2 separate regions of the Hordeum vulgare genome follow, and region 1 is linked to region 2. Evidence: chromatin contacts called from public Hi-C data. All regions are on one chromosome and are shown on one strand. Each heading gives the region's core, a stretch centred on a gene start, on an enhancer-like site or on the middle of the called end of the contact. The rest is flanking DNA. Distances are from core to core; before and after follow the strand shown. Region 1 holds the start of LOC123426868 (RING-H2 finger protein ATL52-like). Region 2 holds the start of LOC123426866 (E3 ubiquitin-protein ligase ATL6-like).

What was found. Hi-C and Micro-C count contacts between places; a contact is called where the count stands out from the background.
Region 1: a Hi-C map of leaf shows a contact between it and region 2, with 4 times the contacts expected there. The contact joins the promoter of LOC123426868 here to the promoter of LOC123426866 in region 2. A contact is called at or near these places in 3 of 6 Hi-C or Micro-C datasets (leaf and seedling) and 1 of 1 datasets of contacts at active chromatin or transcription factors (embryo).

The regions. Positions count from the first base shown.
Region 1 is chr2H:503,773,632-503,780,344 of MorexV3_pseudomolecules_assembly, forward strand. It overlaps LOC123426868 (RING-H2 finger protein ATL52-like), which reads right to left and starts at 2,827. Exons shown (of 1, transcript XM_045110767.1): 1 at 1,293-2,827. The coding sequence starts at 2,647. The coding sequence ends at 1,451. It overlaps LOC123426867, which reads left to right and starts at 2,949. Exons shown (of 7, transcript XM_045110765.1): 1 at 2,949-3,746; 2 at 3,885-4,026; 3 at 4,268-4,369; 4 at 4,696-4,811; 5 at 5,203-5,465; 6 at 5,553-5,643; 7 at 5,723-6,454. The coding sequence starts at 3,633. The coding sequence ends at 6,097.
Region 2 is chr2H:503,346,838-503,353,473 of MorexV3_pseudomolecules_assembly, forward strand. LOC123426866 (E3 ubiquitin-protein ligase ATL6-like) reads left to right here and starts at 5,101. Exons shown (of 1, transcript XM_045110764.1): 1 at 5,101-6,636. The coding sequence starts at 5,779. It overlaps LOC123426865 (pentatricopeptide repeat-containing protein At5g09450, mitochondrial-like), which reads left to right and starts at 2,626. Exons shown (of 2, transcript XM_045110763.1): 1 at 2,626-3,052; 2 at 3,936-5,002. The coding sequence starts at 2,699. The coding sequence ends at 4,841.

The sequences.
Region 1 (6,713 bases), core at 1,577-4,076, 420 kb after region 2:
CGAGGTAAATGAGGAGTAGAGCGGCGGCGGTGGCGAAATTTCTCGGGTGCAGGGAGAGAGACGTGATTGGGAGCGACGTTGTCGGGGAGACCAGTCGTGCGGGGCGTGTGATCGTGGGTGGGTCTTTTTTCTTTCCTAACGCGGCTGGGGCCTGGGAGGATCCTTGGGCTGGGTTGGAGGGAGGGTTGCACATGGGCAGAAGGAGTTACCGATCCAGGAGGGGGTGCACAGGGGTGGTTTTCTTTATCAAACCGTTTGGTTTTCAGAGGGTTGAAAAAAATCTATGGGAGGAGAACGTGGATGGGAGGGCTTCCAGCGATAGAATGGGGATCGCTACAGGTCGAACCATCACGACAGACGGCAGATCCTCCTTTAATAGTAGAGATAATTCAGTAGAACCGTCCGATCTTACAAAAATGGAAGTAGTTCTGTGGTCAGCTTGTCTGCCGCGTCAGGAGCACATAGCAATGAACGTGAGTGCACCTCATGCTTTGAAGAAATTATCAAGTTCGAGATTCTTTGTTTGCACTAGTGCGGCGTCTTGACCGCAATTGCTTTGAGTAGCTGATTAGATATGACTAATCAAGCAGCTACAAGCTCACGGACATATGTGATGAATATGGCTCCACGCTATGGACACATGTACGAATACTTTTCAGCTGTCATCAACAAGGTCAAGCCTATTCCGATAGGGGAGCGATGACAACGATGCGTTGGCGGTAGTGGTTGATCGAGTGTCTCAGAGTCTCGGGATCTTGATATGATTTTTATTATGTTTGAGATACTTTGTACTTTTAATGAATTTTAATAATAGATCTGACATCTTTTTTTTTGAAAAAAAAAAATAGCTACAAGCTCATCTGCTACCATCATCAGGAAATAAAAAACTGTAGACCAGTAGACAAAATCTTCCCGTGCCAACGACCCCACGAGGCCATGAGGGCACGTTTTCCCTTCGATAAGTTTGAGAGGCGGATGATGCGATCCACTCCCATGTTAGTTTAGTGTTTTTTTTTTTTTTTTTTTTTTTTTTGCGATGACACTCCCATGTTAGTTGAAGAGAAGAAAATGTAGGGTATAGCAAGGAAAAGAGCAGCCAACAAAGTGCAGTGTCTGCTTCGTAGACAAGAATACAAGAACATCTTCCTAAATCTCTATTCTCTATTCGTGTTCTGGTCTGATATCTGTTCTTAATTGCACGAAACAGACAACAAATAAAGGTCGACATGGGAATTTGACTGACGAGCTCGACGAAGAGAACGTATGTACAGTGTGCAAAAACCATGCGTGCGTTTATCGATTGCAGACTTTTCTTTGCTGCATTTCGCGTTTGAACTCGCAATCATCGGTTTTGAGATTACAAGCAACAAGTATTACACGCATTTGGGGCGTCGATCGGGTAACATTATTGGCGACAAGGATCAAAATTCAGCTCGGGATCTCGGCACCGTCAGAGCGGCAGCACAGAGCTCCGAGCGCGGCAGTGCCGCGAGAAGAAGGACCTCGGGAGACCGCCGGACGCGGGCCTCACGGTGCTCGGATGGCCGGTCGCACCACTTTGATGCTTATCTCGGCCATTCTGCTCCTCCCCTTCGGGGGCCGCGTCAGGCAGCCGGTCCAGCGCGGCGACATCTGCCGCCGTTGAGACCATCGCCGCGTTCATGGATGCCGCGCGCCGCACATTCCGCGGCAGCGGGCCTGGGAGCTGCGGCAATGGCTCTGGCTCTGGCGAACTGGGTTGCTGCTCGTGCTGGTCTTCTTCCACGCGCGGCGCTTCTTGGTCCTCCTCCTCCTCGTCTTCATGCTCCAGCGTCGAATCGCTCGCGGCAGCCGCTTGCTCGGCTGCGGCGTTGGCGCTCGCATCTGGATCAGCTGGTGGGTTGGACTCGATGCCGACTCCGGCGGGCGCGGCGGCGGGGTCGATCACGTCAGAGCGGCAGAGCGGGCAGTTGACGTGGGCGCGGAGCCAGGTGTCGATGCAGGGGACGTGGAACGCGTGGCCACACTTGGGCAGCAAGCGAACGAGTTCGCCGTCGTTGAACTCGCCGAGGCACACGGAGCAGTCGGCGGCGCCGAGGAGGCCAGACCCCGCGCGGTACGGCGTCACCGCGATCGAGTCGATCGCGGCCTCGTCGAGCCCGACGGTCCGGATGTACCAGACGTGGTGCACCACGCCGCCCCCGCCGCCGCCGCCCTCCGGGTCGTCGTTGCCGACGTTGGTCGCGGCGGCCGGCGCCTGGGCGAGGAGCGCCTGCCGCCGGCGCCGCATCTGCCGGCGACGGACGGCGATCGAGACGCCGAGGAGGATGAGGGAGAGGAACGCGAGCGCCGCGGCGGCGCTGAGGACGTAGGTGACGAAGCGGCGGCGGTGGTCATCGACTGCGCCGTACCCGTAAGTTCCTCCTCCCTGGTCTCTCCCACCACCGCCGCCGGCATGGACGGGGGAAGGGCACGGAGCGAGGTCCGAGATAGTAGGGATATAGAAGGAGAAAGAAGGCGAAGGAGGAGAAGGCGATGTGATCGGAGGCGGAGAGGAAGGCGAGGGAGAGGGGGAAGGAGTGAAGAAGGGAGGGGCGGGAGGCGGGGGACAGCCATACCAAGGATCGCAGTCGTCGGAGAAGAGGATCCGACGGTAGTGGCGCGGCATGGCGTCAGGTGGGCGGCGAGGCCGGCGGCATCGGCGGTGGACTGGTAGAGGGGGCGGGGAAAGTGGGAGGAAGGTCGTGGAAGGAAGCGCGTAGTACGTGTGGGTGGTTTTCCTTTGGGGAGGGAAGGATGCTGTGGACCGGGGCGGCGGTGCGTCGACCGGGGTAGGCCGGGCCGGGCGGGGCGGGGCGGGGCGGCCACTACTTGGCAAACGGGATAAGTGGATGGTTGGTTGGTGGCCAAGTTGGACTTGGTGCGTAGAAAAACATGGCCCGTTGGGTAGCTTTTCCGGCCGAGTGCGGGGTACCGGGTGCTGCCGGGCGGCCGGATGACTTGCCTCTCCCGTCAATCTTACGGACGGACTTCTTTTCGTCCAACCTGACGAGACGATGACTTGAGGAGTGACGTGGCCAGCAGCCTAGGTGTGCGCTGATGTGACGGTGCATCGAACTGCTGGTAGTGCATGTCAGTCGTCCTGTTGAATTGTTGGGTTTCTGAACGAGCGATCTGAAGTTCTTTTTCCCCTAACAAAGGAAAGGAGCTCCGTTTTGCTACCCGAGCTGCTTCGTCAGCCAACCGACGCGCACACGCAGTGGAGGTTTGGTATGCGGCCGTGTGATTGCGCGTGCAGAGATGATAAAAGAAAGAACTCGTGTGCACCGACGGCCGTGCAGGTTCGTGCACGAGGCGGATTGGTGCCCCGGTACGAGTGCCAGTTAGTTTTTTTTTTTTTTTTAGCAGTGAGCGCCAGTTAGTTGACCGCAGTTCACTCTTCCACTGTGCGTGCCGGACTTTCGGCGGTTTCGCGAGTGCTATGGGCCTTGTTTCAGAGGCCCAGGAACGTCGAGCGCAAGGAAAATATACATTCGCGGCCTTTTGGGAGGAGGGCGGCGAAGCACGACCCGAGCTCGTGCGGCGGCGGCGGCGGCGGCGGCTTCGGTCCGAGGGAAGATCCCATTCTACTCGCCGGCGTCTGCGGCCGTATAATGGCAGCAGTCGTGAGCTGGTACGGGCCGCTGATCGACCTGTCGGCGGCCGCCGGCCATGTGGGTGGATTCGTGCAGCTCCTGGCGTCCGTTCGCCGTGTCCTTCCCCACCAGGTAACGAGCAATCCTGCTTCCACTTAGTAGAATGTAATAATCTCCTTCGACGATGGGGGAAAAAAGAGATTGATACGATGTCGACGCATCTTTGGTCATGTCGGCCCGAGGCTTAGATTCATGCTTCTGCTTTCCCAGGAACAAAATGCCGCAACCGGAAGGACGTATCAGAGAGTTATTCTAGAGGTTGGTGACGAGACGAGGTCCAGCTTCTCCGTCTCTCTATGGTCCAACAATACCAGTTCTAGCATAGTCGCCGGCGATGTTTTACTGTTGCAGAGTAAGGAACTGATCTTTACCCGTGTAATGCTTTCAGTTGCAATGGAGTAACTTCCTTCACTGATAAAAACTAAGCGAAACCATGCCCATTTGGTCTTTCGAATGGTAATTAGTTATCTTCTCACAAACCCCTTAGCATAGTATGTCCCTTTTGGGTCAGCTTGTTTCTGATTTAACCTAGCGATGTAGCTTATGTGCATGCAAACAGCATGTGGTGAGACATTCTCGTTCTTTTTCTTTAGATATTAAGATGGTAGAATTTAGAAATGGCTTGGAGGGAAGAGCTTCTCAGATGTCTGCAGTCCAAATTTTGATGAACTCGAAAGATTTAGTGCAACCTGAAGGTATGGTTTTTTGCATTTGTTTTATTCATTGCCGCTCTTTAGTCTTTACTGGCATTGTCCTGGTTGTATTACTTAAAAATGCGGTGACCCAGGAGTAATTAAAATGATGTTTTTGCCATCTTTATTATCGAGAAAATTGGGAAAATATACATTAGACTAACAGTGTAAGGGCTTTGTTGATGGGAAAAAGGTGGGCAATATATTCGAACAACTCCTTCTCCCTCATGTTTATATTAGCATCTACATTTATTTTCCAGCAGATAGTTGTGTTTAAGAAGAAGAAAAAACTATTACTGGATAACTAAACACATGGGCTCTTTTATTAGGAATTGATGAATTCTTAATTAACTGTAAACTCGGGAATGCTACAAGATCAAAATTAAGAAGAGTGTCAGAGTGGATCGTACACACCAAACGTACTCGTGCAGAAAATCATCAGCAGGTACAAATTTGCCAAGGCATTGTGATTTTAGTTTGATTGGGATAGGTAGCAATCTACATATTTAATTCTTTCTTTTTTCCCTTACATTCCGTTTAAAGGTTCAAACAAGGGATTTTCATTAACATGAGCTTGTTAATAAGATGGTAATCAAAATCCTTTGGATGTCATTCCTGTGTCTTCACTTCATCTTACATCACAATTTCACATGTTACATTGATGTTAATAGACGAACGACACAATCAAGGCTTTCATGTTTTTCACTCCATAATTTCTCTGTTGATAGAAGTAGATCATAATTATTTAACTTGTCTTCTTGGATAAGTTGTAACATTAACATTTTCTTTTAAAACTCTATACTATGTAACGGATAAAACTCCTATATTGACTGCAGGTGATGTCGAAGAATTGGAAAGAAAGAATAAAAAATGATTCAGCAGACTTCTTGTCCATCTCAGAACTACTACCTCAGAGCAAACCATGTAATTTGAATATTCATGCATCTATTGGCAAAATTGTCTTAATGGGTTCTCTTAGACCTGAATTGAAGGGGCAATTGCCAGTCATTGAGAAACATTCCTTGAATGGACATAATGATATCGTCAGAGATTTTATTACTACTGGATGCAAGTTATGTGGTTTACCTCTATACCAAAAGTATGCAAATGCATGTCATCTTGTCAACATTTCATCAGTTAATCTATAGTGCTCTGCTTGTCATGATTTATAGAACTCTCTATGCAGGAATCTTCATGGAGACAGTACTTATCCAATCGATTGCCCTGATAATCCAAAGTACCTCCATGTTGTTGGCCAGATATATAAACCATTCATGGTAAGAGATCTAGCATCCAACCTCAGACAGTTTCTTTGTTGGAAATAGATTAGTAAAACCATATCTTCACGATCTGCAGATCTATGTGCAAGACCAAACTGGACAAGTTCCTGTGCTTGTGAAGAATAAAGTTGCCGAGATTCTATTTTCAAATATCAATGCAGATGATGTGTCTGAATGCTACAAGAGCCGCCACTGCATGCTGGTAGATACTTGTGACTCTGGCCAGTCAAGCACTTGTGGGATGCTAGATGGCAGTGGCAAGACAGGCATTGCTAAAAGGAAAAGAACCAAACATAAGCTTGATTTTCATCTTATCTGGCTCATTGTTATGAAATGCCTGCTGAACCAAGGCAAGAACAGTCCATTCTGCTTCCAGATTTCGGTCAACCCCGGGAGAAATGTTGAGGATGGACGATTTGAACTGATTTCGTTGACAATGCCAATACCATGAGATGGGAATTCTTCTTTTACCGCCTATGTCAAACCAAACTAATGGTTATTATGTGTCTCTACAAAAGGAATTGAAGACCTGTTTTTCATAGGTGATTGTTGACTACACTAGAGGTGCTTTGGTGTTTCGATGGTTTGCACAACGACATGGTTAGGACGATAGAAATATTAGACCACTAATCTTCAGTTTTAGCAGGATCAACTTAGCAGGAGCAAGGACCTAGCACATTTATGACCAATCCTCGGTAACACTCTGCTCCTTAGTTGTAAAGAGGCCATATTCAATTGGGATCCCCAATTAAAATTGCATCACCCGATTTTGATCACGTTAACAATTTCATAAATATTTCTCATTCAATTCTTTTATACTATCCAATATGCTTTCTATTTTTTAAGCCTTCGCAATTAATTAAAGACTTCAATTTAAAATTGGGTCACTTGACTTTGATCGGGTCAACAATTTCTCAATTAGCACTCGGATTTATTTCTTTTAATTCGTTATATTTTCTAATTTTGAAGTTCTTTCATTAACTTGAGATATTCAATTTTAAATTTGTTTTACGATTTTGACTAGGCCAACGAATTTACAAATCAATCAGCAACAACCTGCCTGTAAA
Region 2 (6,636 bases), core at 3,851-6,350:
CACCCACTGTGGTGGGTCGCCTTGTGCAGTCACTCTCCGCTACTTTTCCCATCAAAGACATGGGCCGGCTGGAGTACTTCCTTGGATTGGAAGCATCCTTTCATTCAGGGGGCATGGCATTGACGCAGAGAAAGTATGCGCTTGATCTTCTTCATCGCGTCAACATGGAGAACTGGAAGTCCACTTCCACTCCGATAGCTACGTCTGAGAGCCTCTCACGTCACAGTGGTGCACTAATGGGCACTGGTGATTCTTTCAGGTATCGCAGTGTGGTTGGAGCACTTCAGTATTTAACACTCACTCGTCCCGATATCTCCTTCGCTGTGAACAGAGTGTGCCAGTTCTTGTCTCAGCCTACAGAGGTTCATTGGGAAGCAGTTAAGCGTATTCTGAGGTATGTGAAAGGTACGCTAGACACGGGACTCCGGATTCGTAAGTCCCGGTTTATTGGAGTCAGTATATTTACCGATGCAGACTGGACAAGCTGTGTCGATGACATGCGCTCTACATGTGGCTTTGCTATATTTGTTGGACCCAATCTTATATCCTGGAGTTCAAAGAAGCATCCTACAGTCTCGAGATCTAGCACCGAGGCAGAGTATAAGGCGTTGGCAAATGGCGCGACATAAGCCATTTGGATAGACTCGGTTCTCAAAGAACTTGGAGTTACACGGCAGCGCACGCCCATTTTGTGGTGTGATAATTCAGGGGCAACTTACTTGACGGCGAATCCAACGTTTCATGCTCGGACCAAACACATTGAGATTGATTTCCATTTTGTGAGAGAACGAGTAGCTGCAGGTGCATTGGATGTCAGGTTCATTTCAACAGATGATCAGCTAGCGGATGTATTTACTAAACCCGCTACACGACAGATGCTAGACCGCTTCAAGCCCAATCTGAATCTTGTATGTAATTCAGAATGAGGGGCATGTAAAATAGGGTCTAGTTTGCATATTGTATATTGTCACGTATAGGAATACGTATGTAATTGTATCATGATCATCTATATATACTAAGACGTGAGGTGGATGTTAACCCCCACGCAAAACCCTAAACCTCTCTCTTCTAACTGTCCATTGTATCTTATCGGTTTTCTTATGAGAATTTAGGAAATCATGAGTTGTTTAGCATAGAGCAATTCCAATCATGTTCCCATCACCGTCCTTTGTTCCTCGTTTTGGCTGATTTTGAGAGAGAAAACTATTCCAACCCCCCCCCCCCCCTGCCCACTTCCTCATTTTTTTTCAATCTACTCCCCTCCAAATGCTTGGGGGAGAAAATATGGGCTTTCCATCCCTTCTCAAATATTGCCCATGACTCATCGTCATCGTTGATTACCCGATTTTGACTCTCCATCACCGCTCGACATGGGCCTTCATTGTGCATTGCCTTCAATTTTTTGTCGTCTACCGTTGACCATCGCCAACAATGGTTGCTTTCAGCCATCCACCATTGTGCGTTCTTTTTTGATTTCATGGAAAAAGGGAAGAGGCGGAGAGGATTTGGTTGGAATACCATGTAAAAAAGGGCCTCCAATAGAGAATGAGAACCCCAAATGGTGTTTAGCGTACCCGCAAACAAAAAATGGTGTTTAACGAATAATATGAGGTGATGATTTTTATTTTTGAGAAAATAGTTTCTGTTTTTATTGATGTGGGCTGGACTTACGTTTTTCTTTTGGACTTACGTTTTTATTTTTGAGAAAATTAGTCTTTCCATGCGGCGGCTCCCTTTCATCCATTCTTGCATGCATGCAATATGACATCATTATGTATTTTTTATTTTGTATTTTAAAAAAGATTTATCTCCCAAACCGTTATCTCAATTAATGATCTGTTTTCAACACTCACTATATCGCGACGAGATCTTCAAAACTAGATTCCATGCCGACATGTTTCGATAACTTTTTTTTCGTCGGTACTTGCCAAATTATTATCACTTACTTGTCACATAGTACTCACATTAAATCAACTTGGTTATCAGGTTTATGAATGGCGATATACATCATTAAAAAACTTGATTCATTGTACTTGTGCTGGTTCATGCATTTACTTGCTTATTATTAGTGCTTTAATAACCACTTTTTAGCTCCACATAACACTGCAATACTTAAAGAACATAAAATTATTGTCCCGGTAACTGTGTATAATTTTTATGACAATTGTACATCCGTAAGATGACAACTATGATGACATAAATATGATAACTAGGAACGACAAAAAAATCAACGAAACATGTCAACACACGATCTTATTTGAACGTCTCATCTAGATGAACCTAACGGTGAAGACGAATCTTTAATTAAATATGAATCTGTTAGATAAATCATTTTTAGAGTTTTAAAAAACATTTAATGCGATTGTGTAATCATGAGATGAAAGATTCTTGCATGCGAGGCTGTGTAAGCCGTCGCATGGAAGAGCTATGGTCCGACACTTCTCCTTATATTTTCCTTTTTTTATCCAAGACTGGACTTAAAGTTGCTCTAAAATCGCACGCTGTACTCGGCCGACTGTCAGCAGATTTTAGAAATTGCACATTTCCGGCCCAGCAGTAGCGGCGACTGTGCAGCCGAAGCTCAGCACTGTAACTGTACACTCTTTTCCCATTTCCCCTCATAAAAAAAAGAAAACTGTACACTGCTACTACGGCGTCACGGTTGGCTCGCGCGGAGCGCCGCGGCAGAGCACACGAGATGGCGGCGGCTCTTCTCCGAGCCGCTCGCGCCTCGCGGCACCTTGCGCTCCCCCGTTCTATCGCCTCTAGCCCTAGCCACCTATCCTCCTCCTCCTGCACCGCCTCTGCGGCGGAGTCGCCGTCCCCTGCCCCCGCTGCGCCGGCCATCCCGGCGGACGTTGAGGACGCGGTCGTCGTCGTAGCCGTGGACGACGACCTGAGGAGCCACATCTTCCGGCTGCGGCTGGCGAAGCGGAGCGCGACGGAGGCGCTCGAGAAGTGGGCCGGCGAGGGCCGCGCCGCCCCCGCGCCGGAGCTCCGCCGCATCGCCCGCGACCTCAGCCGCGCCCGCCGCTACAAGCACGCGCTCGAGGTTCGCGCGCCCCCAGATCCCTGATCCCCTCTGATTGCGCTGCGTAGTTAGGGCAAGGGTTCCGTGGGGCGATTCCGTGCAGATTTACGTTTATTGTTTATGTATATGCAACGCAGCGGTACGATCTGTTTGTGCCGTGCTTGGAAATGGTGATGAAATGTTTGCTGATGTTCGATTTCTGTAGTTGAATTCTTCAGGTAGCCGATTTGTCTGTATGGATAGAAAGGATTTGCTGCTGGTTAATTCTAAAGTTAGGGATCACCTATTTCACGTTGGATGTTGACCCTTTATCCGGCAGAAATAGGGTAGGCGCACATTTCAGAAATATGTGCCACTTTCTGTATAGAACTGTGTGAAGTTGCACACAATTTTTGTGCAATTTGGCCGGCTTACAAGAAATATAGCCATTCTGTTATATAAAGTCTCCCTTCAAGTTATGCATCATTCTAATAGCATGTATGTGCTTTAGTGATCTTGTTTTGCAATTGCTGATTGGAAAGGAGGCATGTAAGCTCATGTAGTACTGAGTCACGAGGAGCTGTAGCATGCATGTAGTATCGGGTCTAAACTCTTAATACTAGATAGGTTGTTATTGTCAGATAAACATTCATCTCATGTACATGCTGTGCCATCTTATTGTAGTGTTAGGTAATCCATCTTTTTTTTTATTTAACTGCATGATAAGCACGTTATCTTGTTTACAAAACTCAGTGTGCCGAGTAAACAATCCTCTCTCTCCCTCTATCTGTTTGCATTGCTTACTTTGATACCTACGAAATTCTTACAAACAGGATTGAACAATTTTACCGTGGCTGCTATATTTCTCCTTAAAAAAAACAAGAAAAAGGGCATGAGCATTAGTTCTTAACTTTGAGTTTTGCAGGTGGCAGAGTGGATGAAGACACATCATGAGTCTGATTTATCTGAGAACGACTATGGAGTGCGCATTGACTTGATTACAAAAGTTTTTGGCGCTAATGCAGCCGAAGATTTTTTTGAGAAGCTTCCACCTGCAGCCAAATCACTGGAAGCATATACTGCACTCCTCCATTCATATGCTCGATCAAAGATGATAGACAAAGCCGAGAGGCTGTTTCAGAGAATGAAGGATGCAGACCTACCTATTGATGTCCTGGTCTACAACGAAATGATGACCCTGTATATTTCTGTCGGAGAGCTTGATAAGGTTCCAATTCTTGCTGAGGAATTGAAGAGGCAAAACGTTTCTCCAGACCTATTCACATACAACCTTCGGATCAGCGCATCGGTTGCATCCATGGATCTCGAGGCGTTCAAAGGAATCCTCGACGAGATGTCAAAAGATCCAAACTCCAACGAAGGATGGATGCTGTACCGAAACCTTGCCAGCATCTACGTCGATGCCAGCCAGCTTGTTAGCTCGGGGAATTCGCTGGTGGAAGCCGAGGCGAAGATTAGCCAGAGGGAGTGGATAACCTACGACCTCCTCGTCATCTTGCACGCCGGTCTCGGCAACCTGGACAGGGTGAAGGACATATGGAAATCGATGCAGATGACCGCCCAGAGGATGACTAGTCGGAACTACGTCTGCGTGCTCTCTGCCTATCTGATGTGCGGGCAACTGAAGGATGCCGCGGAGGTCGTCGACCAGTGGCAGCGATCGAAAGTCCCGGAGTTCGACGTCTCCGCCTGCAACAGGCTGTTCGATACTCTTCTGGCCGCCGGTTTCACCGACACGGCGGATAGCTTTAGAGAGCTGATGTTGCAGAAGAGCTGTATACTGTCGAGCAGAGCAAGCGCGCGCTCCTGATTGGCATGTTATGCCCTGCCGGGAACAGCTGCCTGCTGGTGTGTTATGGTACGAGAATAATGGACTCTAGAACAATTTTTTTTTTGGCAAATATAATCTGACTATAATATCAGGTTCGGCGCCGCATTATCGTAAGAAATATATTTTCAGGTCCAGCTTAACTCATAGCATGCATGATTTTGCCACATGTGTGGCAGCGGTGTGTGTGTTTATATATTGATCTAGTTCAGCTAGGAACGGGCGTGCCTCAGGTACCAACTACCCAGGTACGGCTAAAGCTGAAGCTGGTAATTTATCGCACTCGTGTCATCCTGTGGCGCTAACGAATTGAGTGGCATATGATCTGTACAACTGCTCCACGCAGGTAGGCGACATCACATGGTCGATCACACTTGACATTTTGTCCTCATGCTTCACACCGTTGGCCAGGTGGTGCATGTACCGGTGAGACATGATTGTCCATGCCGTATGAAAATCAGTCACGATCTAGATGAGCTTGTTTAAGGATTTCTTGGCGTCAGGGGGCATCATCAGCTACATCCACAGTTTATTCTCGAATACTGCATTCCACAATTATGGCATATTGTATGGCATTTACAGTCGACACAATTAATAATCGCATCATCTACTCCTACATGGCATCGCATTCAGTGTGATTACAAATTTAGTATAGTCAAAACAGATCAATCCAGATGTAGAAACGTAAAGGGCAAAAGGCAAAGTGTCCACCCGTCAGAAGATTTCTACCCAAGAAAGAAAGAAAAGGAAGGTGCGAATTTCCCTCGGGATTTAGGCGCCGCCGCCGCCGCTAACGTAGCAGTAGCACACCACACCGCACCACCAGGCTCCAGCTGAGCTCTCTCTCTCTTTCTCGCTCTTGTGGCGTGAGCCGAATCCCATTGGAGTAGAGTAGGCCACCGCCTCACCTGCCAATCCTATGGTTGCGGTGATGGAGGTGCGTACACACCTCCTCGTCCTTGTCTGCCTCCTCGGCGCCGGCGCCGGCGCATGCGTGGCGCAGTCTTTGCCGCCGGCGCCGCAGTCCACCGGGGTGGCGCCGCCGCCGAGGCCCACGCCGTTCGGTCGCACCATGTCCACGGTTATCACCGTGGCCATCAGCGTCTTCTTCTTCCTGCTCTTCTTCTGCGCCTACATCAATCAGTGCCGCCTCGCCGAGAACGCCGCGCCGCAGGGTGCCAACGCCGCCGCGGCCGGGCCCGGGGCGTCCAGGAGGGGGAAGCGCGGGCTGGACCCGGCGACGGTGGCCACGTTCCCGATCATGCCGTACCGGGAGATCAAGGAGCACAAGATCGGCAGGGGCGTGCTGGAGTGCGCCGTGTGCCTGACGGCGTTCGAGGAGGGCGACGACCTCCGGCTGCTGCCGCACTGCTCGCACGCCTTCCACCCGGAGTGCATCGACCCCTGGCTCGAGGCGCGGATCACGTGCCCGCTCTGCCGCGCCAACCTCGAGAAGCCGCCGCCGCCGCCGGCGCCCGCCGTGGCGCCCCCGTCGCCGGAGCAGGTGGCGCGGCGTCAGCCCTCGCCTTCGCCGTCGCCGCCGCACGCCGTGGTGATACCGGTGCGGGAAGAGGAAGAGGAGGAGAGCGACGAGGACGACAGGAAGGAGGAGGCGATGGAGCTGGAGATGCTGCGCAGCGAGCGGCGGGCGGCGAGGCTGCCGAGGTCGCACTCGACGGGGCACTCGCTCTTCGCGGCGTCGGCGGCCGCCGCCGAGCGGAGCGACCACGAGAGGTTCACCCTGCGGCTGCCGCACCACGTGAGGGAGCAGGTGCTC